Linked DNA regions of Sus scrofa: region 1 is linked to region 2. Evidence: chromatin contacts called from public HiChIP or PLAC-seq data. All regions are on one chromosome and are shown on one strand. Each heading gives the region's core, a stretch centred on a gene start, on an enhancer-like site or on the middle of the called end of the contact. The rest is flanking DNA. Distances are from core to core; before and after follow the strand shown. Region 1 overlaps PDE4B (phosphodiesterase 4B). Region 2 overlaps LOC102162079 (a long non-coding RNA gene).

What was found. HiChIP or PLAC-seq counts read pairs in DNA pulled down with a chosen protein or histone mark.
Region 1: a contact with region 2 is called in an H3K27ac HiChIP or PLAC-seq map of skeletal muscle, with 4 times the contacts expected there. The contact joins two enhancer-like sites. A contact is called at or near these places in 1 of 47 Hi-C or Micro-C datasets (embryonic fibroblasts) and 1 of 2 datasets of contacts at active chromatin or transcription factors (skeletal muscle).

The regions. Positions count from the first base shown.
Region 1 is chr6:146,360,524-146,364,511 of Sscrofa11.1, reverse strand. The region is part of intron 4 of PDE4B (phosphodiesterase 4B); the gene reads left to right. The region is part of intron 5 of LOC102162258 (a long non-coding RNA gene); the gene reads right to left. Among named protein-coding and RNA genes, the nearest start is that of SGIP1, 310 kb to the right of the region's middle. Within about 2 kb of position 1,826, at least 14 of the 83 cell types and tissues checked have an H3K27ac peak or open chromatin away from gene starts, as enhancers often do. A contact at or near this core is called in skeletal muscle, where this site is marked.
Region 2 is chr6:146,114,079-146,118,354 of Sscrofa11.1, reverse strand. It overlaps LOC102162079 (a long non-coding RNA gene), which reads right to left. Exons shown (of 8, transcript XR_298679.3): 4 at 3,464-3,605; 5 at 3,004-3,066; 6 at 1-58. Among named protein-coding and RNA genes, the nearest start is that of SGIP1, 65 kb to the right of the region's middle. Within about 2 kb of position 2,519, at least 27 of the 83 cell types and tissues checked have an H3K27ac peak or open chromatin away from gene starts, as enhancers often do. A contact at or near this core is called in skeletal muscle, where this site is marked.

The DNA.
Region 1 (3,988 bases), core at 577-3,076, 250 kb before region 2:
TTATTCATGTGTCATTTCATTTCATGATCATTTTGCAGATTCACAGTCATCTAGGGACACCTATTTAGATGGAGCTGGGATACAAACCCACATCCACCAGACCTGAGGGCCCCATGTCATTACCATTACGCTGACTTGCAAGGAATGGATAAAGGAATGATGGCTGTCATGGTGGGAGAAATTTCAGGACGGGACCAGTGAGGAAGCTCAGCTTTGTAAAGAATATACAAGATATTTTGGTAGCTTTAGCTGTGATTTATTGCCTGTTTCACAGCTAAATGGATGAAAGAAGGTGGAGAAAAGAAACTTTTCTTTTTTAAATCTAAACAATGAAGAACACTTTTGGTACTTTATTCTTGGGTAAACATGACTGATTGGGAAGACATTTGTTATTCTAGCTAACCCAGACCTTTAGAGTTGACCCAAACACATGTTCCCTTTTGTATTCCTCATTAAAATAGTAAGTCTCCTGCATCATGGCCTTTCCTAGTTTTGGAATCTGTTTTAAGACAGAGTAATATACAGCATTTGTAATATGACCTAATATACTAAGGCTGATGCTCCCTGGATAATAGGCAGTTACTAAAGAGTACTGTTTTCTGCATTTCTTGGTTTGGGCCGGTTTGACTTTCTAGACTCAATGGCTCTGAATCCCATCCCGTTTGGCTACATCACCTTGAGAATGACATTAGTATTTTCTCCCTGATTTTCACCCCCAATTTTCTCTCTCGTTCACTTTGCACTTATTTTTATCACCAGCATTGTTTGCCAACAAACACCAGCAAACAGCAAGGAGAGCCAGAGAGCAGCCAGTTTTGTATTTTTCTTCCTGGTGAGGGTTCTGTGCCTAGTCCTTCTAGGTAACTTTGAAAACAAAAAAATCTGTTCTCAGGATATTTATTAGTTAGATTTGCTAAGATTAACCTTGGATGTCCTTAGTGGTTTAACGTATGTAGTTTAACGAATGCAGACCTTTAAAACTATATAATTAGATTAAGTGCTGTATTTTTTTCAGATTTCAATACGCCGTTATATACTCAGGCAAGGAAAATTATTGCTAAGAAGAGACGCTTGAAAAGTCAGTAAATAATATGTTGTGCTTAACAAACAAAAAAGCGGTTGGCTCTGTTTTCTTCTTTTGGGGTTTATTTTGAATGTTTTTGAAAGAAACGTTAATTCGCAGAGCACTGGTTTCCTCCCTGTCAGTTGTCCCAGTTTTTACTGTTGTTGTTGTTTGTTTTTTCTAAACGATGGTAAAGCTTTGCTATATGTACCTTTTTTTTTTTTTTTTTTTTTTTTTTTTGCCCCTAGACGTTGGACATTTTGGAAACTGGCTAAAGCTTATCATTGGGCTTTTAGGAGTGTTTTCAAAAGAGGTAATCATTTGATTGTTTGGAATTTTTTATACAAAATCTATGTAGAGAGTCATCTTTAATGATCTAATAATTGAACCACTAAAGGGAAGAACTCCCATATTTAAATTAAATATTTTAGTAAGCATTCTCTTGTTTAATTTAGCTTTAATTGCATTATTAATTGTCATGAACAAGATATTCCTAGGGAAAGAGCCAAGCAGATCAGCTAATTGCAGCTTTTTACTGCTTTGAATGATAAAGTGTCTTTGATTTGGTACTGAGCCAGGAGGGCTTGATTGATAATATCTGTCTCAGATGTCACCCTGGGAGAAAAGAATAAAACCTCAGTAGACTTGGTGCATTGCAGCTGTCTCCGCTGCTCCAATTTCTCTGTCCCATTGACGTCATTGAGAGGTTTCAAACCAGTCCAGAGTGTCTAGTAAACCTGCACAGAAATGAAATGAAGAAACAGAAAAACACTGATTCATAAGCCAGCCCTCACTCCAGAGAGGTAGCTGTTATATTTTCTCGGATCATAGGCAGACTTTTTCTGCCTCCCTGCACTTAAAAAAATTATTAAAATGTCAGTGGCTATCCAGAAATGTGGGAAAGCCTCAGACAAGGAATGTGAGTTGCATAAGCCCTTCTAAAAGCAGATTATGTCTCAATGGGCCACATTTGTCCAGGGTACTCAGATAACATAACCTGCATGCAGCTTGTCTGTCACACCAGGAATATCTGAAGGAGAAAGTGACAAGGGAACTGGCTTTCCCTGGGGGCAGGGCTGGTCTAACCAGGCACCCATTTCCTCCTCTCTCTTCACACGCAGCCTTTTGTGCTGAGCTCTAAGTGAAGGGCACCCAATGAGCGGAGTTACAGTATTTTCCAAGGAAGATGACAAACTCTCACAGTTGTATTTTTTTTTTTTTTAATGAATTTAGCAGAGAGAAAATACACAGGAGGAAGCAGAGGAGGGAAAAAAAAAAAAACCATTTGGCAATGTTTTTCTTTTTTTAAAGCTGCTTTGTCAGCTTAATACATTATACATTAAGTATATGATAAACGCTCAGCCTCAAAATAACTTATAGGAAATCTTTTCTACGTGCTGTAGCAGGGAAATTTTTCTTAAAATATGTGTCCAAATACTGATTTTTCTTTCTTTCTTTCTTTCTTTTTGCCTTTTTAGGGCTGCACCCATGACATATGAAGGTTCCCAGGCTAGAGGTTGAATAGGAGCTACAGCTGCCGGCCTACACCACAGCCACAGCAACACAGGATCCGAACCACATCTGTGACCTACACCACGGCTCATGGCAATGCCGGATCTTTAACCCACTGAGCGAGGCCAGGGATCGAACCTGCATCCTCATGGATGCCAGTCAGATTCATTTCCACTGAGCCACGACAGGAACTTCTAATTTTTTTTTCCTCTGCTGGCCACTGGAACTGCTGGCAGAAGGAGAATGCCTCCTTTACCCTTCATATGCATACCCTGGCCTCATGCTCCAGCAGGCCTGGCAGGGAAAGACTCACCATGATTGGGTAGCTTCCATTTCTTATTGAGCCAACAAGCTACATGGCACACGATTGGAAAAGAGCTGAATCTTTATAACATCTGAAGTTCATAAAACATCCCTTTCATTTTTTCACTTGAAGTCTGACAGACAACCCTGTGAGGTTCATAATGTAATTGTCATCACTTTACAGATCCTGCCTGAGGTACTCATCTTGTAAAAGGCAGGGCTCAGATTCCAGTCCATATTTTTGGAACGCTACCTCCACCCTCTGCTTTCTTTACTGTATGTTCAAGGAGGTAGTAGTTTTTTTTTATCTTATTGAGACAGGCTGAGACCTGGGACCCTTTGCTGCAATGGCTGCAAAGTTTGCACCTAGATAAACGTCTCCTCAGACAACAAAATACAAAGAAATTATAAGGGACTAAAAATAACTGCACACATGTGTAGTTGGGGTAAATTATGGTCAGGAAGATGCAAAAAACCTAAAAACCCAACTGCCCCTTCTAGAAGTTTGGAGAGTAAAAGCAGGTCACTACACATGCCCCTTACACACACGACCACCAAAGCAGTAGGTAGACCACCTAAGCCCCCCCTCTGACAGGACCATGGACCCACCCCTGTCCTCCTCCCATAAAACCAGCCCACACCCCCTTTGGGGAGGGAGTGAGCAAAGGAATGTGTTGCTTGTTTTTGCTCTCCCTTGCTGCAACAGGGGCCCCAATAAAGACTTGCCTGAATTTGTTGCCTGGCCTCTTGTCAATTTCTCTTGATTAAGGAAGACCAAGAACCCAGGTCACATTATGACCAATCTTTGGGAATTCCTTCAACTTAACAGATAGGTGTTGACCATTTACTACATGTGGTAGGTGCTTTATGGTAAAACTACGTAAGACACAGTTGTTGGCCTTAGGGAACGTAGAATACTGGGGCTAAGACACTGATCCACATATACCTACATTACAAGGCAGAATAAGATAGGTGTATAAGTCGAAGTCATGGTGTCTGATCAGTGCGTTTGGAATGAAGTCCTTCAGGATTTATATGAAATCAGCCTTCACATGCTAATGTAAATGCAGCATATACATTACGAAATGCTAACACATAAATCCGGGAGGA
Region 2 (4,276 bases), core at 1,270-3,769:
AGAAACACTGCCTTTCCTGTGGCAGGTGCTGTGCAAGCCCATGTCTTTGACCAGCAAGCTAGGCCCATGAGGAATTTGGGGGGATGAGAACATGGGAGGAAGGAAGACAAGGAGAAGGAAAAAAAGAGAGAGAAGAAATGAAGTATCTATGTGATTACAGTACCAGGAGTAAGAAGTCTGGCCCCAGCATGTGACCTGAGTTGAGTCGCTTGAATCGCACCCTTCTCTGGGCCATGGGGTATACTCACCCAGAGCAGGTGAAATTCTCTAAGGCAGGGCTTCACAAGCTAGGTGCCATATTACAGTGGTGCCACAGATGGATTCCTGTGTGCTCTGAATGACTGAATCATTCAACTCTCAGAGCGCCCTGTGGGACGCAGAGTGGCTGAGGCTCTGGGGCCAGGTGCCTCTAACCAAGAGGAGTCTCATCACCACTCCCTGGGAAGTGGTCTTAGCAGTGCGGAGTCCAAGGGCACCCTCGGAGTTCCCAGAGAAGACCTCGGATAAGGTGCCATCTCCCCATGCATTGCTTCACCGTGATGCCCTGAGGGCAGCCAAGAAGGTTCTCTACATCCTGGGCATCCACAGGCTGCAGAACACTGCACTAACAATCCTAGGCAGAGTCTGAGGACCAGTAGGGAGTTCGTTGCCAGGTGCCCAGAGCTTGGCGCTTAGGCCAAGATGCAGCCAGTTGGGGATGGATGGGTACAGAAATCAGGTGGGGCTTTCTGGTCTGCCCAGCGACAAATGGTAGCCCAGGATTTCTGTCTTTACATATATCAGAGTCTCTTGCTCATCTGCAGCTGATGGACAAGAATCCCATGCTGGCTGCAGGACTGCCACTCTGACAGTGCATATGAAATGTAGAAATTCAATCCTCATGATTATTTTGAAACATAAGATAGGTAAAAATTCAAATGTGAAATATTTTATGATAAAAATTTTAAACTCTAGGAATTCCCATCATGGTACCTCAGAAACAAATCCGACTAAGAACCATGAGGTTTGGGGTTCGATCCCTGGCCTCACTCAGTGGGTTAAGGATCCGGTGTTGCTGTGGGCTGTGCTGTAGGTCACTTTCTCGGCTCAGATCCCGCGTTGCTGTAACTGTGGTATAGGCTGGCGGCTGTAGCTCCAGTTGGACCCGTAGGCTGGGAACCTCCATATGCCGTGCATGCGACCCTAAAAAGACAAATAATTAATTAATTAATTAATTAAACTGAGTTGTCAGTGTAAGAAAAGGATACACAACTAGGTTCTTTCATTTCAAAAGGAATAGATTTTCAAATGGCTATAAACAATGATTTAAAATATTTTTATCACCTGCTTGTGTGAATAAAGTTACTTGTTGATAGAGACTGCTAAGAATTTGAAGCAATCATTCAAATATCTTGATCAGTGTTGCATAAAGCCATTTCAAGCAGAATATCTGTCAGTAAAAAGATACGTCAGTGGAAGTAAGTTCAAATTTCTCATTTAAAATTTTGAAATGGGGAGTTCCCGTCACGGCTCAGCAGTTAGTGAACCCAGTTAGCATCCATGAGGATGGGGTTTGATCCCTGGCCTCGCTCAGTGGGTTGAGGATCCGGCATTGCCGTGAGCTGTGGTGTAGGTCGCAGACCTGGCTCGGATCCCGAGTTGCTGTGGCTGTGGTGTAGGGCAACGGCTACAGCTCTGATTGAACCCCTAGCCTGGGAACCTCCATATGCGGCGGGTGCAGCCCTAAAAGGAGAAAAAGACCAATAAAAAATGAAACTTTGAAATGGGATTTCCCATTGTGGCTCAGCGGTAATAAACCCGACTAGTATCTATGAGGATATGGGTTTGATCCCTGGCCTCACTCAGTGGATTAAGTATCTGGCATTGCTGTGGCTGTGGTATAGGCTGGCAGTTGTGACTCTGATTCTACCCCTAGCCTGGGAACTGCCACATGTCGCGTGCACAGCACTGAAAAGCAAAAAAAAAAAAAAAAAAGATTTTATTTAGAATTTTATATAAATTTAAATATTTAATATTTTATGTTTTATTTTTCCTAGAAGCATATAAAGTGTAACAGTTTCACTGAGCTTTACAGAGCTATTCCCAAACCCCTCCATTTTACTCCTGTCCTATATAAGTGTTTTCATTTTTTACATGTAGAAGGTGTGAGAGGGGGTGGGTGCAGTGTTCTAGGGCCGTGGTTTTCAGTCAAAGGTGATTTCACACACACCCCAGGGACTTCTGACACCTGGAGAGTTTTTTTTGGTTGTCATCACAGGGGAGCTCTTTACTGACCTCTAGTGGGTAGAGCCGGGGATGCTGCTAACCACCCCACAATGCACAGGACAGCCCCTCGTAAAAAGAATTACTGCACATGCAAAATCAGTAGTGTCAAGGATAGAAACTCTCTTCAGGGGTCCCTCTCACTCTGAAGGTCTAGGATTCTGACGTATACTTGTTCTTGTTGTTCAGAGGAGATTATGACTGGCAATAGCGGGTGTGGCTAGGCATGGCCAGCTCTAATCTCCTAACTGCCTTTATAATCACAGACCCAGCAGGCAGATAAAACAGGAGGCAGGGCTTCCTGTATATTCAGTGGAAATCCAGCTATGGACATCTGTTTGAGATAGTACACATTTCAAAGCATCAGATGTGTAACTTCTATGAATATTACCTAGAGTCCCCAGATAAACATCTTCTTCTCTCCTTTTATTTGTTTTAAAGTTCCATATTCTGGGGAGTTCCCATCATGGCTCAGTGGCTAACGAACCCGACTAGGAACCATGAGGTTGCGGATTCGATCCCTGGCCTTGTTCAGTGGGTTAAGGATCCCGCGTTGCTGTGGCTGTGGTGTAGGCCGGTGGCTACAGCTCCGATTGGACCCCTAGCCTGGGAACCTCCATATGCTGCGGGAGCGGCCCAAGAAATGGCAAAAAGACAAAAAAAATTTTTTTTAATTAAAAAAATAAAGTTCCATATTCTGGAAATAGCTTTTTTGTTCCACCGAACTGTGATCCATCTTACCTTTCAGCAACTTTCCCCTTCCTCAGTCCAGGTCTCACCAGGATTGGCTTGGCGGGGATGTATCTGCCAATAGGTAGAGATTCACAGGAAAGCCTTTCAACTCACCCCTGCATCCCAACTCCCCATTCCCACTGCTCTCATCCTACAATTTCCTTGGAAGTTGAAGACATCCTATGTTTGGGCATTGATGTCTGGCCTTCAGGAATAAAAAAATCTTCCATACCCTCTCTCTTGGATAGCCCCCCTGTTGATTTGTTGGCACTTCAGGATGATTCGAGTGATGGAGGACTGAACCAGTCTGGGAAGCCACGTTACTTTATCACCATGGCTCATACCATCCCTTCCATCAGTTTTTACAACAGATTCACCACTGCAACCTGGTACTAAGAGCAGGTTGAATGGAGCATTAGACACATATTTCCCCTAGGATTTAACTGGGGACGAGCCATTCATCTCATACCTGCTCTTGCATAGAAAAAAGATCAGTAGGCCCAGGGTCTCTGCTATGTCAAGCTAGTCAAGTCATTCAGTCATTCCAGGCTTTACTTTGCTCCTATGTGAAAGGGCAGTAACAGCTAGAAGGCTGCTGAGCTTCATTCCACCTTAAAAGAAAATAAAAGAAAAAGCACTGAGAAAATTTGAAAACTGAATCAGTCTTAGGAAATGCATGTTTTATGGTATTGACTGGTTGCTAATAGCGTCATTTCTACTGAAATGAGGAAGTTTGTTTTTACAGTTATAGAGTCAGGAAGTAGTTTTCATCCTCTGTAGGGTTTTAAGTCCCTCAAAGATGATGGTAACTAATATAACCCCTGATAGCATTTAAGTGTTGAAAAACCAGTCTATTACTTCACTGAAGGAGTATATACTAGACCCCTATTTTGCGTCTTGAGAACAATAATATTTGTCTCTACTTTGCAGATGGAACATTAAAGCACCAGATGGTTGACTCTTTGAGAAAACCCCACAGCTTTGACCAAAGAGGAAGGGGAAGGGCAGCAGGGCACAAAGAGCTGTGTTCAGAAAAAAATAAAAATTTGCGATTCTCAGTTCCATGATTTGAATCCTGAATGTGTGCTTCTCTGGCTAAAAATACAACCACTGAAGTCGAATGCTCATTACTTGTTGCCTGGTTAATTTATAGTGCTAAGTTATTGATCAGAAATAACAATGCTATTTTCTAAATACTTGATTTTTTTTTTTTTTTTTTTTTTTGGTCTGCTTGTTTGAAAGTATTTCTGGCATTTTCCTCACACTTCTAGGTCATCCTTAT